2 separate regions of the Zea mays genome follow, and region 1 is linked to region 2. Evidence: chromatin contacts called from public Hi-C data. All regions are on one chromosome and are shown on one strand. The core of a region is the stretch at or near the end of the contact, and the rest is flanking DNA. Distances in the headings are between cores, read along the strand shown. Region 1 holds the start of LOC100191312 (Deoxyhypusine hydroxylase). Region 2 holds the start of LOC100284130.

Region 1 (5,057 bases), core at 2,288-4,787, 170 kb before region 2:
CCTTTTAAGTCTTCTATCTATACAATACAATAATGCGTACGTAGTATTTAACTATACCACTTGTTCATGGTGCACCCACATTATCATTCCTTGCATCTGGATTCGTTTTGCCAGATGCTGCGGGACACGTGTCGACCTCACATAGTGCTCAATCAAAGCTTCTTTATACAGTTTTTTTGTTGTTGTTATGCTACTAAATACCATACACATGACATGCCAAAGGGAAGGAACGGACAACAAACTTGAATCCCGCAACAAGAGAACATAGGATCGACCCAGCACGCACGCTGTAGTCGTGTTGTACAGTGCAGAGTTGACGAAACACCCACATCAACATATACTTTGGCACTCAGGACGGTGGGTTTTCAAGGTATCTATCTATACGGCACGGCACGCAGATGATGAGATGACCATTTCCAGCATGTCATGTCTTCTACCTGGTCAAGTAGTAAACCAGCAGAAAAAGGGCGACGAATGATGCGACGAGGGTTCCCATCCTCCGGCTTGATTTGGTCTCAAATACCTGCACACATGGATCATCTCAGAAGGGCACAATCGGCCTACTAATTTAATTGTTTCTCTTGTCGCTTACCATCTTGAATTTGTCCACGGTCCCAGACAGAAAACCCCTTGAAGTATCCATATCGTTCCCCTGAATTTGTCCACGTGAGTAGGATAGTAGATTCAGATCTTACAACAAGCAAAGGATGGGGGGCAAGTGTACCATTCGGTCCAGCATTCTGTTATGAGTCTCCACCTCTTCATGGATATCGCCTGACAACTACAGGTAAGTGAAAGAGCCTTCAGTACCTAATAACAAACCTATGGTTGCCTAAAAGCTTATCCAGAATTCCAGATTGATGAATGGGGAAAGAATCCTAATGTTACAACAATTCCAACAAACTTAAACTAGTCCAAGGAAGAGTTGTTGGAATGCTCGTTTGTTTTCTATCGTACCATTAATAAAATGAGCAAAGCACCCTATACCATAATAGAGATTGCTGACTTTGGAGAATGTCCACACTGACATCAGACAGAATGAAACCAGATTGACAAAGAACACCAGAATCATGACATGGCCCATTGTCCAGATATTCTCCCGGTCTTCCTCCTCTATATCTCATCTAATTGCAGCTTTTAAAGAAAGCTGTATCTAATACAGCTACCAAATGCATCCCACACTCAAAGAAAAGGCCAATCAAATATTCAGATTGCATTAATGCAACCACCAATAGTCGTCGCAAGGCCCATCAGATTACTTAGATTCCTTTTTGGTAAAATTTAACTAGAGAACCGTGCTGAACTAATTTCAAATATTTCAAACCAAACTGATCCAGGAAAGCGTGCAGCTGACAAGAATCCCATATCTACACTAATACTGTGCACTAAAGTTGCAGCAGAGAGAAACTATTTTTTTAAGGAACACAATATTGTTTTAATAAACCTATTTTATTATCTCATCTCTTGAGCTGGTAAGTATATAATAATATCTACAGTTGTTTTACATAAAAGAATCAACAGAGTTAGAATGTTTTAAGAAGTTGAAGTTGCACAATACCCGCTTGAGAATGCTGACACGATCCTGCAGTCCATCAATAGCTCCATCATTTTCTTGCTCATCTATCTCATGAGAAGAATAGGATGTTGCTCGGATTCCACCCTCCTCAATGCCATCGAAGAGAGAAGTTCTGTTGCTACGATGGCTGCACAAAGTGCATAAATTTTCCAATAGGAACAGGGCATACAATCAATAGACGAAGAGAGACTAACTGCAAAGTGAAAGGGGTTGCAAATTTAAACTTAACTACTCAAATAAAATTTCACAAAGGAACAGTCAACCTAGGATGTTCAGATAAAAATGGGATTCTACATTATTAGAATCAATAAGAACAAACAGCCTTATCCATTTGGTGAAGTAGCTGAACAAATATGTTGAAACAATCCAAACTATTTATTTAAACTGAGAAAAAACATATATTTTTCCCTTCTGAATTCTATCTCTAACTAACAAAACTCGACTCAGCTCAACAATAATCAATATTAGTTATAACAATATACTAATTATAAAACATATATGGTCCACGAATCGGAAACACGAAACTTGCATACTCTGTGATGGACCGACAACACAGTTACCTGGACCCATATCACGAAATAAGTCAAAGCATTGTCTGCTAAAGTGCTTTTGTACAACAGAAAACTACTATAAGATGACAAAAAAGGAAGCGTGATAATAACTAGGCAATGACGTAGGTGGTGCATATTAGCCCCAATTAGCAATACAATTGAGATCCATAGCTGCCATAGAGTCTGTCCATTTTGTCTGGGTGAAACTCATGTACTGCTGTTATGCCGGAAGAGGATCACCGTTCTTATATTTTTCTATAATATATAATTATAGCTATATTGCTCCAGCATATACTTTTCATCCCCTTCCGTTATATTGGACTATTTGCCAAGACATATTGTTATGCACAACTACAGAGTTGAGGAGCTTGCGATAGTGAGCATAACTACGGGACCTAATAGAAAGAATTTGACCATGAGGCTGTGATAGTGAGCAAAGTATATCTGTTGAAGCAGAGAAATATCAGCACACATAAACAAAGAGATTAGTAGCTCTTAGTTATAAATTCGTTGGTCAGAGAAGCAAACTAAGCCCAGTCAATAATCATGTGAAACCAACTTCTATGTCTGATAAACCTATATTCGTGATACTCAAACAGCTTAGAGTTGGGGAAAATGAAACTGTCATATACAACAATCGATTTGTCTTTGGAGGGAATTCATCAACCATAACTACGGGACAACAACTGAATTATCTGCACAAGGTAAGTAAACAGCAGCACGAATCACTCATCTTAACCCCTAACAAATGCAGCGTACCGATCGCACTAATCGCGTGCGATTCATCCAGTGAGGCAGCCACATTGAGCCGTTCTAACAAATCGCTCGCGCTCACCAACCCTAAATTCAAACACCATCTGACGAAAATCCCAAGCTCAAAGCAACAAACAAGCTCAGAAACTTACCCTCTCGGGTTCATGGCGCTAGTCTCGATTCGATTAGTGCTGCCCCCTGCCTGCACGCACCAAACCCCAAACCCATCAGAGTCAAGCAAATCGCCGAGAGGGGCGCCAAGAGCACGAAAAAGAAGAGGGAAAATCCGGACAGGAGTGGACGAGTGCGGTGATAGGGGGGATCCAGCGAGCTCACCTCTCGATCGATTCGCGTCGGATCGGTGCGGATTGGGATTCGCAGCGCTGCGAGAAGCCGCAAAGGGGAGGAGGAAAAGGAATGCTACGCGCTTCGCCGACGCGAGATTACACACGTAGCGTGTAACTGCCATGTGGGCCAGAATCTGGGTAAAGCCATTGGGACCCACCGGCATCAAGACAAGAGGAGCCTCTGGTCGCTGTCGTCCGTCCGTTTGGAGAGGTGACGTGGCGCGTTCCGATCGGACGGTCGGCGTCGACTCGACGCGAGCTCGTCCCTCGTCTTCTCCTTTTCTTTTTCTTTCCGAGAGGCGGGATTTCCTTCGCCGCCGCCGCCCCCAGTGACCACCTTGCCGACCGGAGCGTGTGAACCGTACGGAGTCGCCCGCGTGAGATGACGGCCACCTCCGCGTTCGAGTCGTCCCCGGAGATGGAGCGGTTCCTCTGCGAGCGGCTGCTGAACACGGAGCAGCCCATCGCGGAGCGCTTCCGGGCGCTCTTCTCCCTCCGCAACCTCCGCGGGGATGCGCCGCGCCGCGCCCTCCTCCAAGGTCTCGTCTCGCTTCACTGAATCGGCTTTGCTACTCTTCAAAGCTTGGTCGAAGGCTTTAGCAGCTTGTGGATTTAGCAACAGATTTCTGGTCCCTGCTGCTTTGCAGAACTAATCGAGTAGATGGAGTGGATACCATACTGTGCTTCACTAATTTGGTGCCTTGATTGCAGCACCATTAGTCCTAGGTACTTCGTCGGTTTTGTTCCAAACTCTAGTGTCCTTACAGTTCATACTAGTGCTGAGGTGATGAACTGACGATACTAGAAAATTTAACTTTGATGGATTCTTTATGTTATTCACCAAATTGATCTCAACAAGCTGCACTAGTTCATTTTGTGCTAGTGCTAGCAGTAGTTGTTTAATGTTAATAATACGGAGTATTTCATAACACTTGTTTTAGGTTTAGACTTTGGCGTTTCTGTGAGATACATTTTGGTCAGCACCAAAGAAAGAGGTTAGCATTATAGGAGCTGCCAAACATATTACCAATATATTTGCTATTAGAGGGTTTATCTCAAATTTTGGTATTGTTTCAATGGTTGAGATTATTTTATATTTATTGCTATGTAGTACATATTAAATTCCTGAAAGTTTGGATGACTGCCACTTTTTTGTTCCTTTCCTGCTATGTATAACTGTGAGATTATGTTGTTAACTTTGGTCTGCTACTCTGCTGTCAACAAAAGCCATTACAGACAAACCTGATATCTCTTAGATTTCTTTTAGTAGTCATTACTGAAAAAGAAAACTGTACTATACTAGTTATGCAAGAATTGAAAAGCACATCAAGGGCCTGATTCGCAACCACCACTTTTGCGCTGCTAGCTGTGCATATTCAGATTTCTGCAATTTCATGTTTGAGAGATCAAAAGATTGTGCTTAAGAAAACCTGACATATTTTGTAAATTGTTCAGCTGCAAGGGATCCTTCTAACTTGCTTGCCCATGAGGCTGCATTTGCACTTGGACAAATGCAGGATGCTGAGGCTATTCCTGCACTGGTGGCAGTTCTCAAAGATCTTTCGCTACATCCAATTGTCCGCCATGAGGTACTCAGTGAATTTGATGTTATATGCTTCTTCTAGTCCTTGGATATTCATGTTAAATAGTAGTGTATGTGTATTGGTTAGGCAGCGGAAGCTCTTGGAGCTATTGGCCTGGAAAAGAGCATCCCTGTGTTGGAGGAAAGTCTAACAACTGATCCTGCTGTGGAGGTCCAAGAAACTTGCGAGCTGGCACTAGGACGAATAGAGGAGAATAAGAAAGTTAATGGGGCTGAGAGTACAACCA
Region 2 (5,436 bases), core at 1,416-3,915:
TTCCTAATTGATTTTGGTGGTTGAATTGCCCAACACAAATAATTGGACTAACTAGTTTGCTCTAGTGTATAAGTTATACAGGTGCCAAAGGTTCACACTTAGCCAATAAAAGGACCAAGTATTGGGTTCAACAAAAGAGCAAAGGGACAACCGAAGGCACCTCTGGTCTGGCGCACCGGACTGTCCGGTGTGCCACCGGACAGTGTCCGGTGCACCAGAGGACTCCAAGTCAAACTCGTCACCTTCGGGAAAATCCAGAAGCGCTCCGCTATAATTCACCGGACTGTCCGGTGTACACCGGACTGTCCGGTGTACACCGGACATGTCCGGTGTGCCAAGGGAGAGCGGCTCTGGAACTCGCCAGCCTCGGGAATTCGCAACGGATAGTCCGCTATAATTCACCGGACATGTCCGGTGTGACATCGAGGCAACGAATACTTCGACGCCAACGGCTACCTGCAGCGCATTAAATGCGCGCCAGCGCGCGCAGAAGTCAGGCACACCCATACTGGCGCACCGGACACTCTACAGAACATGTCTGGTGCGCCACCGGACATCCAGGCGGGCCCAGAAGACAGTGCTCCAACGGTCGAATCCCAACGGCTTTGGTGACATGGCTGGCACACCGGACTGTCCGGTGCACCATACGACAGTCAGCCCCACCAAACGGCTAGTTTGGTGGTTGGGGCTATAAATACCCTCAACCACCCACCATTCATTGCATCCAAGTTTTCCCACTTCAACTACTTACAAGAGCTCTAGCATTCAATTCTAGACACACCCAAGAGATCAAATCCTCTCCACACTCCACACAACGCCCTAGTGATTAGTGAGAGAGATTTGCTTGTGTTCTTTCGAGCTCTTGCGCTTGGATTGCTTTCTCCTTTCTTTGATTCTTCATTGCGATCAAACTCACTTGTAATTGAGGCAAGAGACACCAAGTTTGTGGTGATCCTTGTGGGAACTTTGTGTTCCAAGCATTTGAGAAGAGAAAGCTCACTCGGTCCGAGGGACCGTTTGAGAGAGGGAAAGGGTTGAGAGAGACTCGGTCTTTGTGACCACCTCAACGGGGAGTAGGTTTGCGAGAACCGAACCTCGGTAAAACAAATTCACGTGTCTCACTCTTTATTCGCTTGCGATTTGTTTTGCACCCTCTCTTGCGGACTCGATTATATTTCTAACGCTAACTCGGCTTGTAGTTGATTATTTTTGAGAATTTCAGTTTCGCCCTATTTACCCCCCTATAGGCGACTTTCAGGGGGCCCAAGCAAAAATTTACATGGAGGTCCTATACGAAAGTTTGAGTCTGCTATTTTTTAACTTTTAAATAATATCTTAAAAATAAAAGAAGTTGATGATATACACAATTTTATTAAAAATGATATGATTGGAGACACTGTTACATTATAAAAATTATGTAATATAACTATGTATTTGTTTTGACTTTTGAGAGAGTATTTTTACTTAGGGAACGTATCTGGTGCAAACCAACCCCTCCATACAACCGTGCAAACTTCTAATCTGGACCTCATAATGTTGATCCAAGAGAAACAGGGGCGTGAATAATTTTACACTTAACCACCCGTTGCTAATCACACTTTTTAAAATTCCCCATCTCACTCCTCCCGCACGCGCCCTTGGACCATTGAAACCTGGGTTCTTTATCTATATTGTAGGTCTAAAACTCTAGTGCGTAGAAAACATATAGTACCACCGCCGACGTGTGTAAAACTGTGCCTAAAAAACAAGAATAAGACACACACTTGGCGAACGAACTAATTAGGATAAGGCCCTATCCTCATGATCACATTGATATTAGACCAACTCCAATAGATCGAATGCGTTGAAAACTCTCCTATCAATTTTCTAATCAAAAATTTATTCTCTATGTATAAAGACTTTCCCTCCGATCTTCTATTCATTTTTTTACTTTAAAACCAGATTACACAAAACTAAAATATATGTAAATACATATTTACAAAAATATACTAATATAGTGTTGTACGTAGGAGAGTTTGTGAAAAAAAAATATACAAATTGTACAGCAGGCAAGATATTTTGCAACCTAGTCAATCAGTAAACAGAAAGGAGCAGAACAGAACAAATTGCATGGTTGAGCATGAGAGCGACGTGACTGCGTGACTTTTCCGTCCAACGATGTCATATCACAACACAAGTGGTCAATTTTAAACCCACCTTTTTATGTATCTGTGGATGCCAAAACCAAGCGACCAGCCGCCAGCGAAGCTGATGCGCTAGCTCTTGGAATCGAAGCTGATCCACACGAGTGAATGACGTAACTAACCATAAGAAATGAGTTATTCCATTCCACAAACCAAATCAAATAAAAAAAAAGAAGACGATGAACTAGCTCATTCATTAATCCAAACATCTTATAAAATTTAGTTTGTATCGCATTATATATTTAAATATTTATTACTAATATTAAATATAGGCTAAATAAAAATTAATTACACAACTAAAACCTAAACCAAAAACTAAACGTCGACATAATTTTTTTAAGCCAATGTGACGGGAGAACGGCGGAACGAGAGCTCAATGTAATTTGAGTCAAGGCAGGCCCACTAGAAAGCCCAGAACATACCAAGGCCCCTCTATCTTTCTTCCCCAGCAATGCAATTCCGCAGACAGACGCAGGCGGCAGGCAGCGGCGCAGCGCACCGCTTCTTCCTCTTCTATCTCTCATCTACAGCCTTCGCTGCGCCGCCATGGCCACCACCCGCTTGCTGCCGCTGCTCCGACGCCGCCTCGCCGCCGCAATCGCCGGATCGCCTGCTCCCTACTCCCTCCGAGGTAGCCCCATCCCATCCCCCAACATATCTGCCCTCTTCTGTTTCTCCCCTTTCGGTTGCTGTGTCTCATCTTATTAGTTGCTCTCGCGCGTCCCCTCCAGCTCCTCGGATGGGGAGGGAGGTCCGAACTAACCCTACCAACTCATCGTTCATGGTTTGTTTGTGATCCATCCAGATTTCTCTCTCCCTCCTTAACTGCCAGGTGCTGCTCAGGATTGCTTTTGGGTTCGCGAGAGGAATCCACCTCCTCTGTCGTGTGCCTCAATTTTTTTTGCAAGCATTCTCCGTATGTTTAACAGAGGCTCACTCAACGTTAATGAGAGCAGGGATGCGGATGTCCAGCGCAGCGCTGTCTCCCCACCTTGTACCTATTATTGACTGACACCGTAGAGACCAGAATCTTGCATTGCTCTCTGTCTGATGGCCACGCAGCTTGCTCGTATTGTCATATTTACTGGAATATACTCCTTGCAATGTCCCTTTAAAACCCCAAGGCACCAGTCCCTGACTTCCTGTTCACCGACGCCCAACCGACCGACCGGCGAGTGGCTTGCTCCCTGGCTGTATTGCTGTGCTCATGTGCTGTACACCTGTACTGCTGTAGTGTTGTGTTCGTTGTTGCTCAATGCTCAGTTGCTCACTCGTCGCCTATCCCAAATGGATGAAAATTAGCTCTCTAATTGGTTGATTAGGCCTGGTTAGAGGCCGATTTAATCGTGATTAGTCGGCTGATCGCCCCTCTGGCGATCAGAACCGATCAGCCGATCTGAAAACATTGGTCCAATTCATGCTTTTCAAGTCTCCAGTCTCCTTTTTTTAATAGATGTTGGTTGCTACTGCCCTGCTTTCACAAAGAGCTAACGATAACTGCTGCAGTAATAAACCGACTGCCTAGCTGTGATTCAGGATATTCATGGTTACTGCTTCATCCTTGAGTGTACCGTAGATATTTTGCAATTTTGCCGAGCAGATTAGTTGATTACTGATCTGGAAACTCATGTCATCGCAGGACCCTCATTTCCTGCACCAGCAGCTGCAGGGCTAAGGTCCCTCCTAAAAGCTGCTGGAGCGAGCGATACTGCAACAGAACCCCAGGACCAACAGCATTCCGAAACAACTCCCCCGCCGGCTTCTGTCCCGACACCGGAGTCCGGTCTCAAAGTCAGGGACACCTCCAACCTGAAGATCTCACCAAGGCATGACCTCGCCATGATCTTTACGTGCAAGGTGTGCGAGACCAGGTCCATGAAGATGGCCAGCAGGGACTCGTACGAGAACGGAGTCGTGGTCGTGCGGTGCGGTGGCTGCAACAACCTCCACCTCATGGCGGACAGGCTTGGCTGGTTTGGGGAGCCAGGGAGCATTGAGGACTTCCTAGCGACGCAAGGGGAGGAGGTGAAGAAAGGTTCGACAGATACTATCAGCTTTACTTTGGACGACTTGGCTGGGTCTCAGGTCAGTTCTAAGGGGCCTTCCGAACAAAATTAATATGATAGTGTTTGGTCCAGTAAGAACCTGCAGAAGCCTCTCTTTACTATAAAGAAGACGCACATGTCACCTGTGTGTTGAAGAGAAGAAAAAAGCGCCTCTAGAAGCCTACCTTAACTGTTGCACCTGTAGTTCTGCTTAACTTCATGGCTTTTCATGTGTAGCTTTCGAGCCCATCAAATACGCGATGTTGTGATTCTATTGTAGTGTAGCTATTTCCTATACCAAAAACTGGATCCAGGAGAGCCTACATAAATTGATGGACTGCCCGCATTTCTGATCATGTAGTCAGTTGTGTGCCTGCATTCATTCACGGATTGCTTGTGGCGCCTCTTACAGATGGTTGTTATGACTTTAAACTTGTGCTGGAAGCTGGTGAAGAGCTACAGATTTCATGATTAGTCGTCGTACCCATATATACACTGAATTTGCATATCAAATTTACATTGGTGTTAGGCAAGAAACCGCCTCTGTAATTTAGGGCATCCCTGATAGTTGCCTGCTATTCAAGAATCTGTCCTCATCTACACATACTGACATACCTTACCAAGAGGGGCTCTAATCTACAATCCTATTGCACTGAAATTAACAAAAACAGAGCTGCTACGTGGGCATAGAAAGTTCACGGAATCACGGGTGTGTTTTCCTTGACCGACCTCTCTCAGTTCTTCTGGAAGGTGACCATGCAGAAGAAGGCTACACAGCGGAAGAGTACCCCGTTGGCGATGAGGACCGCTATACAGAGAGCCTCGTGCTCGATATCGTAGCCGCTCCTGACCAGCGAGCCACACCGGGTTATGAGCCACACGCCGGAATAGCTGCAACCAAAGGGAGAGGGAGGGCAGAGAAATGTTGTGTTTTGTCAGGTTGCTGCAACAAACAGGGACAAGCTTGATGAGCTGAGGTGAGCCATGAATACTTCTGAGCGTTGGCAATGACGAAGGCTTCCAGAGCCCACTTGGTGTAGCACAGGTCGGCAAGGATAGTGTCCTTCTGCTGAGTGGCTATCAGAGTCAAAACCACCGGAAGCAAGGCCGACCACTGGAATACACATGTGTTGTTCATTCATTCATTCATTCATCAGGAGCAATATTAAGACGACAGGTGCCTCACTCACCAGCTGCGCGGAACCTGG

Evidence for each region. Hi-C and Micro-C count contacts between places; a contact is called where the count stands out from the background.
Region 1: a contact with region 2 is called in a Hi-C map of ear, with 2.4 times the contacts expected there. The contact joins the promoter of LOC100191312 here to the promoter of LOC100284130 in region 2. A contact is called at or near these places in 6 of 25 Hi-C or Micro-C datasets (bundle sheath, ear, endosperm and 2 more).

Annotation. Positions count from the first base shown.
Region 1 is chr5:224,571,326-224,576,382 of Zm-B73-REFERENCE-NAM-5.0, reverse strand. It overlaps LOC100191312 (Deoxyhypusine hydroxylase), which reads left to right and starts at 3,537. Exons shown (of 7, transcript NM_001136746.1): 1 at 3,537-3,766; 2 at 4,683-4,816; 3 at 4,898-5,057. The coding sequence starts at 3,610. It overlaps LOC100284212, which reads right to left and starts at 3,371. Exons shown (of 6, transcript NM_001157107.2): 1 at 3,217-3,371; 2 at 3,033-3,082; 3 at 1,559-1,703; 4 at 725-781; 5 at 593-652; 6 at 1-523. The coding sequence starts at 3,046. The coding sequence ends at 434.
Region 2 is chr5:224,396,790-224,402,225 of Zm-B73-REFERENCE-NAM-5.0, reverse strand. It overlaps LOC100284130, which reads left to right and starts at 2,665. Exons shown (of 2, transcript NM_001157027.2): 1 at 2,665-2,814; 2 at 3,823-4,660. The coding sequence starts at 2,730. The coding sequence ends at 4,301. It overlaps LOC103627899 (ABC transporter G family member 28), which reads right to left. Exons shown (of 11, transcript XM_008648215.4): 9 at 5,419-5,436; 10 at 5,221-5,342; 11 at 4,692-5,119. The coding sequence ends at 4,963.